Regions from separate parts of the Sus scrofa genome. Here region 1 is linked to region 2. The links are chromatin contacts, called in public HiChIP or PLAC-seq maps. All regions are on one chromosome and are shown on one strand. Each heading gives the region's core, a stretch centred on a gene start, on an enhancer-like site or on the middle of the called end of the contact. The rest is flanking DNA. Distances are from core to core; before and after follow the strand shown.

What was found. HiChIP or PLAC-seq counts read pairs in DNA pulled down with a chosen protein or histone mark.
Region 1: a contact with region 2 is called in an H3K27ac HiChIP or PLAC-seq map of skeletal muscle, with 5 times the contacts expected there. The contact joins two enhancer-like sites. A contact is called at or near these places in 14 of 47 Hi-C or Micro-C datasets (brain, embryonic fibroblasts, epiblast stem cells and 9 more) and 1 of 2 datasets of contacts at active chromatin or transcription factors (skeletal muscle).

The regions. Positions count from the first base shown.
Region 1 is chr6:111,804,212-111,811,152 of Sscrofa11.1, forward strand. All of the region lies in intron 2 of CHST9 (carbohydrate sulfotransferase 9), which reads right to left. Among named protein-coding and RNA genes, the nearest start is that of CHST9, 42 kb to the right of the region's middle. Within about 2 kb of position 2,615, at least 6 of the 83 cell types and tissues checked have an H3K27ac peak or open chromatin away from gene starts, as enhancers often do. A contact at or near this core is called in skeletal muscle, where this site is marked.
Region 2 is chr6:111,558,698-111,565,203 of Sscrofa11.1, forward strand. All of the region lies in intron 7 of CHST9 (carbohydrate sulfotransferase 9), which reads right to left. Among named protein-coding and RNA genes, the nearest start is that of AQP4, 140 kb to the left of the region's middle. Within about 2 kb of position 2,159, at least 1 of the 83 cell types and tissues checked has an H3K27ac peak or open chromatin away from gene starts, as enhancers often do. A contact at or near this core is called in skeletal muscle, where this site is marked.

The DNA.
Region 1 (6,941 bases), core at 1,365-3,864, 250 kb after region 2:
GGAAACTTCTATATGATGCAAGTGAGGCCATTAAAAACAAAAAGACACCTACAGAATGGGAGAAAATAGTTTCAAATGATGCAACTGATAAAGGCTTAATCTATAAAATATGCAAACAACTTATACAACTCAACAGCAAAAAAAAAACCCCAAAACCAACAACGCAATTGAAAAATGGGCAAAAGACCTGAATAGACATTTCTCCAAAGAAGATATGCAGATGGCCAACAAGCACATGAAAAAAATGCTCAACATCACTGATTATTAGAGAAATGCAAATCAAAACTACAATGAGGTACCACCTCACACTGGTCAGAATGGCCATCATTAATAAGTCTACAAATTACAAATGCTGAAGAGGGTGTGGAGAAAAGGGAACCCTCCTATACTCTTGGTGGGAATGTAAATTGGTACAACCACTGTGGAAAACCGTATGGAGGTACCTCAGAAAACCAAATATAGACCTACCATATGACCCAGCAATCCCACTCTTGGTCATATATCTGGGCAAATATTTCCTTGAAAAAGACACAGGAACCTGTATGTTCAATGCAGCACTATCCACAATAGCTAAGACATGGAAACAACCCAAATGTCCATCCACAGATGAATGGATTAAGAAGATGTGGTACAATGGAATACTACTCAGCCTTAAATAAAGAATTAAATAATTACATTTGCAGCAACACGGATGCAACTAGAGATTCTCCTACTAAGTGAAGTAAGTCAGAAAGAGAGAAATACCATATGATATCACTTATATCTGGAATCTAATATATGGCACAAATGAATCTTTTCACAGAAAAGAAAATCATGGACTTGGAGAACAGATTGTGGTTGCCAAAGAGGAGGAAGAGGGAGTGGGATTGACTGGGAATCTGGGGTTAATAGAAGCAAATTATTGCATTTGGAATGGATAACCAATGAGATCTTGCTGTATAGCACTGGGAACTATATTTAGTCACTTGTGATGGAACATGATGGAGGATAATTTTAGAAAAAGAATGTATATATATGTGTGTGCGTGTGACTGAGTCACTTTGCTGTACAGTAGAAAATTGACAGAACACTGTCAATGAACTATAATAAAGAAAATAAAAATAATTTAAAAAGTAAAAAAATTAAATAATAAAATTTTGGGGGGCATTTTTTTTTGGCTTTTTGAGGGCCGCACCCATGGCATATGGAAGTACTCAGGCTAGGGGTCTAATCAGAGCTGTAGCTGCCAGCCTATACCAGAGCCACAGCAATATCGGATCTGAGCTCATCCGTGACCTACACCACAGCTCACGGCAATGCTGGATCCTTAACCCACTGAGCCAGGCCAGGGATTGAACCCGCAACCTCATGGTTCCCAGCTGGATTCGTTTCCGCTGCGCCACGATGGGAACTCCAACGATAAAATTTAAAAAAATGTCCAGCACATATTAAGGGCACTTTAAGAAAAAAAAGTCCAAAACATAGGAGAAAACAAATCTAACGTGAGCAAGTTCCTGAGGCCTGGATGCATCCCACTACCTGTGGAAAGAGGGTCCTTAGCTCACCGTCCTGCAGCGGTTCCCCTGTCATTTCTATCACAAACAGGAAACAGCATAACATGGATATTTATAATATGGATAATTTCCCTAACAAAACAATATGCTTAAGGCTCATAGCAAATAGTTATTCCTTCAATTACCAAAAATTTATTGGGTGCTGTTTATGAGACAAACATATTCAAAAATCCAGACACACACCTTGTGATACATAAATCCTGACCTCAGGGAAATTCACAGCTAGTAAAACGATGTGCCCAAGTCGGCAGATCACTACAGAACAATTGCATTTAGTGTTATATGGAAGAAAGACCATGGTGCTATTTGAGTGGGGAGGAAAGTTCCCAATTTTTTTTCTTTTATGTATTAGTTTTAGGATGAAGGTCCAGCCTAAATCTATAAGCCTGAAGGGTCCTGGAGAGAGGCATGTGAAAGGAACATGAAACATAGGGGCTCTCTGACCATTGAGGGTCTTAAAGAGATGGTTGAGGACGTGGGCTTCTGCATGGAGGTGAGGGAAGGAACCCCCACACTCCTCCCCCTGGCCAGACATCTCCTTATCTGGGTCTGGAAAAGGGGATTCTAAGGACAGGTGCTGCTGCTGGTGATGAATATACCAGCCCACATGTGTTAAGTACGCAGTGCTAGACCCTGTGCCTGTGCTTTGTTCTAAGTCTCATAAAGCCTCTTGAGGGAGGAAACCAACCCAGAGAGGTTAATCGGCTTGCCACAGGCCACATAGCGAGTAAGTGTCAGACGTAGAATTGGAAACCAGAGCCGTCTGCTTCCCACCCAGAGGAGCAGGATGCTAAGAGAATCTTGTGCTACTGAGACAGAAAAAGAAGTTGGCCAGTTTTCACAGACTTACTCTGGTTTGCTGGATTGCATGCAAGGGTCCAAGCACCAGACATGTGCATTCACTTAGATATCAGAGTCATATTCAAATTAATTTAAGAGTTTACTTAGCTCAGGGGTGAAACACTCGGCCAGAACAGATGGGTGTCCTTGGCAGAGCTCTCCATGCCTCCCGCAGCTCCATGGAGACACGCTGGTTGTCACGCTGGTCTGAGGAGCCTGAGCAGGTCTGAGCAGGCCAAAAGCTTTGAATACTCCCTCCTGCCAAATGCTGTCACATATGCCTTTCTGGTACACCAGGCTCAGGAGCTATAATAACATGACCTTTCAGCTAACAGGATGCACGGTCAGACTAACAGGACACACTGCTAATGTTTATTTCCAATTTGCTTAGGTGTTTGTGTAACTGCTCTAATGGGGTGCCAGCGGTTCAGATTTCCCCCATGTAATCTCCCACTATAACAAGGACCACAGAGAGAGTAGCTAAGGATGGTACCAATGGTCATAGCAACTGACTGAGGAATTAATACGCTTCTAGCCAAAAGTCAACCATTAGGACGCAGAATTAGATACCTGTGAATAAATGAGAGCTTTGCATAAGAGAAGGAAAGAAGATGAGTATTTTAAAAAACTGGAAAACTTAGTTCCCAAAAGGACTTCAACCCACAGTGACTGGATGCAGATCTGTCTCAATCTTCTGACGATTGAAAGAGAAGAGTGGGGTGGGGGAGGGCATGGAAAGGACCAGGGTAGGCAGCATCTGCACTATTATCCCCATCACGATTTGGATGAAGTACCTTCCCAGGGAGCTCTTCTGCATCTCCTGATGAACAGTTATGCGGTAATGAAACTTCTCAAGGTTATTCCCATGATAATGACAACTAGAGCTGCTTCTCGCTCCTCTCCAGGCAGAATATTCTGATATTGTTATTTATTCTTATTTTGCCTTGTTCAGAAAATGATTTGAGCTATCTTACAAAATTCAGAGTTTAAATAGGTATATAACAAAAATAGATGAGAAAAAGAGCCCAGGAAAATAAACCTATAAATGTGTGTGTGTGTGTGTGTGTGTGTGTGTGTGTGTGTGTGTGTGTGTGTGTGTATGAGTGAGAGAGAGAGAGAGAGAGAGAGAGAGAGATTTGAGTTTTAAAAATACTTTTAAAAGCAGGAGTTATTTGACTTTTCTTTTCTGATTCAGCCTAAACCCGCCCTCTATAGGTTAGCACAATAAAAAAAAAAAGTCTTTTAATTTGACAAAATGAAAACTTAAACCTCTACCAGAAGAAAAGGTGGTAAAAAGCCTCTCTTGAGAAAAGTGAATGGACAAATAAAGATTTCTCATGCCAGACAAAAGAAAATAACCTAGCAAAGGAGCCAAAAAAAGAAGATTCCAAGGAGAGAGATGGAACGTAATGCCAAGAGGCAAACACATAAAGAAGATTTAGAGATCTGGCTAATTAAAAATTTAAAAGCTTTATTTGTCAAAAACATCATAAACAACCCCAATGTTCTCAGATAGAAGACAGGTTGAAACAATCTAAGAGCATTTGCTGTGTAGGTGGGAATTTGCTGAGCCAGGGAGGTCTTCATTGAGGAAGGTTAAGCATCAGTTCAAGGTCACCCGGCCAAGATGCGAGCTGACAGCTCTGCTCCATAGCACATTCTCTTAGCCACCATTTTTATTTTTTCTTCTGTAGACTTCCCTGGGATTTATCTAGTTCATTCTCTTTTAAAGCTTGTTGTTTCCTTTATTATTTCTATAAATTTTGTTTTGTTTTTATATTCATTATATTCCTCAATGATTCTTCAACTGTCCAGTGATTTTCTTGGTATTCGGTTAATGTTCATTACATAAATAAATGAATATTCTAACTTGTTATTTTTGGTACATAGACTTTTTTGTGGTCCACATTATTTTTTCACTTTACATTACTTAAATGACATTACTTTCTCACTTTAAGTATGAATTTTTTCAGTATATTTTCTTGGATTTTCAGTCGATGGAATAAAAATTTCTGAAAATAATTATAATAGGGTTTCCCTCTTACCAATAATGAAGCTTCTTTTTTATATTCCATATCTTAATGTCTATAACAGAACCTCAGAAATATATGAAGTGATTCAGGAGATTTCTTTTCCTTTTTTTTTTTTTTTCATTTTTGTCCCCCTCGCAGCATAGAGTCCCTGGACCAGGGATCAGCTCCAAGCCAGTGTTTTGACCTATGCTGCAGCTGCAATACTGTTGGATCTTTTAACCCACTGTGCTGCGCCTGGGATGCAACCTGCACCCTTGCGCTGCAGAGATGCTGCCGATCCAGTTGCACCACAGCGGGAACTCCAGGAGATTTCTAATATTCTTATTTAGTCCATTAATAAGAATACTGCTAATGTTTTCATTTTTTAAAAAGCCAGGCAACGTTATGTTTAATAATGTTGCTTTAAAGTCATTATTCTCTATAATTTTGAGGATGCTTTCTTCGGTTTTTGGATATATTTAAACAGGAATAGGTGTTGAATTTTATTGACTAACTTTTTAGCATCTAGCCTGTGGATTTTTTTTTTCCTTTTGGGTTTATTGAAATAAATCTTTACATTACTAAGTGTCTTGATGTTAATCATTTCTTGGATTTCTTTTTTTTTTTTTTTCCTTCTTAGGGCTGCACCTGCGGCACATGGAGGTTCCCAGGCTAGGGGTTGAATCAGAGCTACAGCTGCCAGCCTACATCACAGCCACAGCAACGCCATATCTGAGCCGCATCTGTGACCTATGCTGCAGCTTAGGGCAACCCACTGGGTGAAAGCCAGGGATCAAACCCACATCCTCACGGATGCTAGTAGGGTTCTTAACCCATTGAGCCACAACAGGAACCCCCTGGATTTATAATTGATAGAAATACTCTATAGTTATGACAGATTATGTCAATGTAGTATTTTTCACTTGGTTTGCGTAAAAATCACCTGGGACATATGCTTAAGATGCAGAGTCTATCAACACTGTTGGAGATTCTGATTCAGTAGGTCTGGAATGAGGCTGAGAATTTGAATTTTTAGAAGTACCCCCTCTACCACCATGATTCTAACATGCGACATACAGACCAAATTTTGAGAAATGTGGTTTAAACAAACCATTGAGCTTTACTTATTTGTATTTATGTTATTGTTGCAGTAATGTAAAAAATAAAATTAGCCAAATTTATTTGTTTGTTTTTATTTTAAAAAGACTTTAACATATTTTTGTTCTCTGGTTTTGCTAGCTTCATTAAATAAACTGGAATTTTTAAAAAGATTTTCTTAAATGGTGTTAATTGTTTATATAGTATGAGGATTTTTGTTATTAAGAGTTTAAAAGAATTAATAGGTAAAATAATCTAACTTTGAGGTCCTATTTGTTTAATGTAATTCTTAGCTTATTTTTCGGTCTCTGTTATGGTACTGATCTAACAAAAATTATAAGCTGAGTTCAGAGATGTATGAGAGGCCTAATTTGGCCAGAACATATCACATATAAGGGTCTCTAGTGGAATAACAGGACTAGAAAATTCATATGGGATCATGGAACTTCTCAAATTCATATAGAATGAATAGCTTACAAAGTATTTCTCCATATATTACCTTATTTTATGTTTACAATAACACTGCAAAATAGGTTTTTCTCTCCATCTCCATTTTATAAGCAAGGACTCCAAGTATTGGGATCTTGAAGCAAGGCACTGATTTGGAAACCAGAATAGCTAATATTTATTAAATTTATAATGGGCCATTCTGGGTGCCTTATGTGCATTATTCATTTAATCCCCACAACAACCAAAAGAAGTGGTTTATCAAGTGAGGCAACATTCATCAGACAGACGAGGGCAGATAACCTAAAAGTGTATGTCCTTTACCATGAGGAATCTTGAAATTCACCTTGAATTCTAAAACTCTGTGAGAAATTCAAACATTTTATCTCATTTATTATTTCCTAAGCACATACTTTGTACAAAGCACATGTCAGACATTTTGAGGCGGAAGGGTATCAGGGCTTAATGATGATATAGAGTTGTTAGAAAAGTTTCATTTTCTTCACCTTCAACTTTAACCATCTTTTCCTATAGAAAGGAAAAAGCTCAGATTTTTTCCCCAGAGGGTATCATAGATTCAAAGTTGCTAGTTAACGCCTAATTCATAGTTCTAAAAACTTGGAAAATAGCAAATGTAGAGAAAGTAGAATCTTGTGCACTATTGGCAGGGATGTAAAGTGGTCTTGCCACTATGGTGAAGAGTATGGCTGTTCCTCAAAAAATTAAAAGTAGAATCCCACTACTGGGTATATACCCAAAAGAACTGAAAGCAGAGCCTCAAAGGAATATTTGTAAACCCATGTGCCCAACAGCATTATGCACAATAACCAAAAGGCGGAAGCAACCCAAGAGTCCATCAGTGACTGAATAGATAAACAAAACGTATTATACACATACAAAGGAATATTACTCAGCCTTAAAATGGAAGGAAATGCTGACACGTACTACAACGTGGGTGAAATGTGAGGGTGCTATGCCAAGTGAAATAAGC
Region 2 (6,506 bases), core at 909-3,408:
GTATCCAAGTCTTCTAAGTGAAGAAACTTGACTTTAGTCTCATGCTTACATGTGTCAGGAAATGGCTGCTTCCTGTTAAAGAACAGCTTGGGCATCAGCGAATAGGTGGTAGGGATATATTTGTGAATGTGGGTGCATCTCAAAAAGAAGGCACAGGGAGCTCCCTTGTGGTGCAGTGGGTTAAGGACCTGGCATTGTCACTGCAGTGGCTCGGGTCAGAAGAAAAAAGAAGGCACAAGCCTCCTTCATCTGAGTCTGACCTTGCCTTTGAGAAATGATGAAACTTTGGTGGATTCAAATTACCCTTCCTTGGATGCTTAGTCCCTCTTTGTAGTTTAGAAAAAACAAACAAACAAAAAACCAGAGTGCACACAGCCTCAAAGAGGATGGGTTAAGACTAGGACCAAACAGAATCAAAACCTTTCAGATTTTTCCTTCCAAGATGAGAAAGCTATGTGAGATAAACTTGGAGTGGCTGGGAAGTAGATTTTAGAAGAGAGAAAGAAAAAGAGGAGCTGTAGCAGTCTTCATTCATTCAGCAAAAAATTTCGAGGCCTTCTATGTATTAGAACCTATACTAACAGATGGAGGTTCAGGGGTGAATACAGTCTGGATGGGAAGATAAGTCACAGAATTACCCAGATAATGACACAATGACAAAAGTGGTAGCGGAGGTAATGACATAGAGGGGGTTAAAAGAGGGAAGAGCAAGGAAAGGAAATCTAGTCCAGAGGACTTGGGAAGATTAGAGAACTTCCTGGAGGAAGTGATATTTCATCGGAACCCCAAGGCAAAGCATGGATGTGGGGAGGGATGGGTGGGGTGAGGCAGGGGTAGAATTTCAGGGATAAAGGAACATGAAGAAGCTTTTGTGATTAAGCTGCTGAGAGAAGCCCAAGACAACAGAAGGGATGGTCAGATCAGTGGAACAGGAAGTGGGCTAGAGAGCTGGGAGCAAAGGGTAGACGGCAGAAGACCATGTAAAGGAAACTGCATTTTCTTCTAAGGACAGCGGGAAGTCTCTGAGACATTTCAAACTGTGGAACAACACACCAGATCTGCATTTGGTAAAATTCATTCTGGCTGTGATATGGACAACAGGATAGAAAGGAGCCCAACGGAGGCATGAAGGGAGCAGTTGGGTGGATATTTTCCGAGCCAATGAGGTGGCGGGTAGAGAAACAGAGAGAGAGCAAATATATATTTTAGAGATAAAACTGATAGGACCTGTATCTGAATATGAGGGCGAAAGAAGAGGCAAAGTGTCACGTACCAAGTTTCCAGCAGTCGCAATTAGGGGACATTGACTGAGGGATATTGGAGGCAGGGCAGGCTTGAGGGGGATACAGTAATGGTACCTGGATAGGCAGCTGGTTAGATGGCGCTGATGGTATGGGCACAGCAAGTGGGAAGAAAGGCTGTCTATGGGAGTGGATGAAATCACTAGGGAAAATGTAGATTAAAAAGCCGGGTAGACCTAGAGGTGAGCAAAGAAGAATCTAGGGTATAAAATTCAGATGGAAGAAAACAGCTCCTCAAAGGGATGAAGGAAGAAGAGAGCGGGAGGAGGAAAAGGCATTTTTTTCAAGGAGAAAGTGATAAGGTAAAAGACCCTGACCTCAAGTCAGATGGACCACAAAGTGTCCTTTGAATTGAACAACTCGGAGATCAGCAAGAGCAAGCTGGTGGAGTGGCTGGGGCGGAAGCCAGACTGGTATGATCAAGGGGGTGGCCAGGGGGGTGAGGAAGGATGCAGAAAACTCTTTTGAGACACAGAAAGAGCCATAGTAGGAAGAAGGTACAAGGTTCAGGAAAAACTTCCTTCCTTCCTTTCTTTCTCTCTCTATCTTTCTTTTAAAGGAGGCACTAGAACATGAATACTGATAGAAAGCAGCCATAGAGAGGAGGTGGCTGAAGATGTAGCTGAACAAGAGAGTCACTCATTTAAGGAGGTTTGTGGGAGTTCAGAATAGAGGGGACCCAGAGCCTGGGCAGAAGTCACCATTGATGGCAGGTGGGTTCACAGTCTCTGATCTAACAGGAGGGAAGGAGGAGTGGATGGGAACAGAAACAAACTGGCTGACAGGTTTGGAAGAGGCATTTGAGATAGTTTTCAGTAGGCAGCTGCTGTGAATTTCTCTGAAACTTAAAGCCAGGTCCTGCAGGGAGGGGGAGTAGTATGGAAGACAGGCTTGGGAGATGAAATTTCAAACCAGAGGAGGTAGGAAATGGTTATTTTCGAGAACGACCTAACTAGAGAAGTAATTTGGAGTGGTCAAGTGGTCCTTTTAAGTGGTTGCAACAATAACTAATCAGTCAGAAATTGGATAGTATCAGATATTTGAAAAGCACCATCTCCCCCTGCCACCACTTACACCTATTTCCCTGAAACATGCTATATTAGGACTAAGCACTAGATCTTTATGTTATTTGTGATTCTCTACAACTTAATAACAATTTTGGCTCAGAAACAGTGTGGTTTGAGCAGGTTTCTTTAGGTGGAAAACACTTAATTGTAAAAAATGAAAATTAATTGCAAAAAAAATTGTGAAACAAGCTCCTTGCTTGGCCAGGAGGCATGCCTTCATTCTCACACACCCCCAACCTGTTCTCCTGTATATATTTCTTTCTCCACCTTCCTCCCCTGCTCTCTTACTCCTTTAGCACCCAACACAGTGCTGAATGTACAGGAGGAAATCCATAATATTGGTATTTCTAATTGTATCTCTCTTTCCATCATGAAGAGAGTCGATCTTCAATGGCCCTTCAATCTTATTTCTTTTTTTACAGCTGCACTCTATGGCATATGGAAGTTCCCGAGCCAGTCAAATCAGAGCTGCATCTACAGCCTGTGCTGCAGCTTGAGACAACGCTAGATCCTTATCCCACTGGGCAAGGCCAGGGATTGAACCCGCATCCTCACAGAGACAATGTTGGGTCCTTAACCCTCTGAGCCACAATGGGAACTCCAATGGCCCTTCAATATTAAGACAAAGGGTTATGGCAGGCTCTTGGCTTTTTTGTTGATATCTTTTTCCCTTTGTCAAAAATACCAAAAGTCCAAATTAGAAATCCAGAGAATCACTTGCAAGCATTCTCTCCCTTTCTTCCTGTGTTCCTCTCTCTCACACATACAGAAACATACTTCTAAATTTGAGGTGGGTTTTCACTCTAAACATCAGGAGAGGAAAGGATGCCCTGTTGTGTTCTACTTAACATTTTGGTGCTCCTTATGTATACATGTAACTCCAATCCAGTCATAGAATCTTAGAGACCATTTTATCTCCCTCTGGCCTCCACATTATGGGTGAGAAACTTACAACGGTTTAGCTTGTGGCCCCAGGAGACCATTCCTTGAATTGGTGGCCTCGGTCATCTGTGAACATGGTACAGAACTAACTCCTAGGATGTTTGTTCATCTAAACTCTTTTGATGGGCTCATCTTTTTCTTTGCCCACAGACTCTAGCATGGTGTTCTGAATGCATTATTGCTTGATGAATACTGGGTAATTCCAATTTGTTGTTCAGGATCCTTCAGTAACAAAATGAGCACAGATCTTTGGATTAATGGAGGTTGCCAAGTCACCATCAGACTAAGATCTAGGTTTCAATATCATTTCCCTTCCTTCAGTTTAGAATGAAAACACTGCAGAAAAATGGGTGAAATAATGCCAGTGAGTATGGTAATAAATTTCTGACATGTGGCATGCAATCTGTGAGGGCATTCCTTCACTTGGTCCTGTGCTTTGGGGAGTAATGGAGTAGAAAATTAAATTAAATAAGCTTTTATTATTCTGTGGCTCTGTCAAAAAGGGTACCATCAAATACTTTTAGAAACAGGTCTTCCAAAAGCTACTTCTGAAGTTCTTTCATATGATTGAATTGTGAAAAAATATTTTCTCATCTCTTTTATGTTCTTCTTTTCCTTGCTTTTTGCCTTTGGTAGAATCAAATCCATGGTAACTTACTTTGGGTTGCATCAGAAATACACTGTTAGATCCAGAAGCCTTCAAGGTGAAACCTAAAGCATAGGTTCTAAATTAAACCAGATAAAGTAACAAGGTAATAGTTTTATTGTTTTCATTTGTATCATCCTTTAACCTCAGATTTCTGTTGCAGGCTTATATGTTTTAGATGTTGCAGTTATATTTTTGGCTTCTAGGTTCTTGACTTAAATATAATTATACTCAGTAATCAATTTTGTTTATAACATGTCTGAAAATACATTATGTTTTTCTTTTCATATGAAATACATGTACCTGATCACAAAATGATACTTGACCATTGAAAGCAGGGCCTAGAATCTTTGGCTTTAAGCCCGGGGATTTAAGTGATGTCACCTCTCATGGTCTATGAGTTTTTTGGGTTTTTTTTCTCAATTGTCCTCTTTTACACTATTACTGTTTTAGCGGCATATGGAGAAAAAAAAAGTCCCTCTCTCCTTGTGCACTTGGCTAACCTAGTATATTGACCATGTATGGCTATTATATGACTTGAAGTAACTGTAAGCTTTGTTTAAGACAGATGTTCTCTTATGATCACCTGGAGTGATCCTCTGTTCTGCAGGCATAGAGACAGGGCTTGCGGAATGGGAGGAGTGTGGGGTTTGTGGTCTCACAGCCTTAGGTTTGAATCCTAAGTCCACATCTATGACCAGTGGGCTGAAGACAGGAAAGGCAATTCCTCGGAGCCTCCAGATTCTCATCCAGAGCACATCAGTCATTGAAATAACCGTCTTCTCAATATGGCCCCCAAGCAACTCTCGGAAACATGTTTTATACCTGTATCTTTAAATACTTCTCTACATGAATTTAGAATGGTCCAAATGTCCATGAAACAAAACAAAACATTTCCATTCCTCCAAAAAAAATCCCTACAACTCTTAATATATTTGTGTTTCATACAGAAACTAAGGCTTGGAGAGGTTAAACAACCTGCCCAAGGGCCTGCGAAGGGCCAGGGCTTGAGCCTAGTTTCTATCAGATTCCAGAGTCCGAAGGTTTGTAAAGCCCAAGGGAGGGAACAGGAGCCAAAGGAAGAAGGTTGCTTATGAAATAAAGGACTTTCAGAGTTCCCCTCATGGCTCAGTGGAAACGAATCTGACTAGGAGCCATGGGGTTGCGGGTTCGATCCCTGGCCTTGCTCAGTGGGTTAAGGATCCAGTGTTGCCATGAACTATGGTGTAGGTTAACAGACACAGCGGGGATCTGGTGTGGCTGTGGCCATGGTGTAGGCTGGTAGCAATAGCTCCGACTGGACCCCTAGCCTGGGAATGTCCATAGGCTGCGGGTGCTGCCCTAAAAAGGACAAAAGACCAAAAAAAAAAAAAAAAAAAAAAAAAAAGGAAAAAGAAATAAAGGACTTAGTAAAGGCTTTCATGACACCTGCAATATATCTAGTAACAAGTAAAATGGTGTTCATAATTTCTCACTGCATGAATTTGCACAGTGTAAACCACTTGCCAAGTTTGTGCAATAGCTAATTTTCAGAGCCTCTTATGCATGTGGGATTCACTGTTCATCTCAAAGCTCTTTAACATACAACATTAGTACATTCATGAATTATTAGGCCCTTCTAATATTGAATGAAGTTATTAATTTAAATATACTTTAATACTTTGATTTCTTGTTTGGCATGAAAAAATTAGCAAAAATAATCAAACAAGAAAACCACAGCTTGAGCTTGAAGCCCTGAATATATGACGTGAAAGTTAAATAAGTTTGTAAGTATCTGAACAAAATTTACTCTTCTAAGAGCCATTAAAGATTTAACTCAAGAAAGGACTCCTTGGTTTAGGAAAAATTAGCAAAGGCCCTTACTTGAGGTTCTAAGCCATTGACCTCCTTATTCAGATTTTTCCTAGTTGCTCCACTCTTTTGTATATGTTAGCAGTAAGTATTCTCTGATATTTAATTTATTACATACATTTTGTTATAATCAGTGAAGACTTAAAATTTCATTTTAAAGTTTCAATTATCTAGGTGACTTGTTTATTCTTTGAAAATTAATCTCCTGGTACAGTGTCTTCAAATAATAATCATACAGTAAATGTTAGCTAATTGAAATTTAATATATTGATTGTCAACTCTTGCTTTTATGTAAAAAAAGGACACCGTTGGTAATATCAATCCCTTGGAAAAGTTGATGAAACAAAAATTTTAAGTTCAATTGTGTTCATAAAAGTAAAAAGCTATGATTGTGGTAAGTAGTATCATAAGTAAAGTATGTTAAGAGCAGCAAGTATTAAATACTAAGATTCAAGTACTATGCTACCATGTCATCATTCACAAGTCTGCAAGAACATGTACCCTTCATTAAAATCAATGGAGTGTACCAGTTCATCTTGGCATTATTCATAATGGAAACATTTCAATTTTAGTTAACATACACACAAAACTAATTTAAAAGTCAAATGAGGAAATTAGTTCTATGTTCCCATGTTCCACAGTGATATCAAGAAGCCATATTTAGCCTTAGGAGGTATGAAAAATATCTAATACAATGAA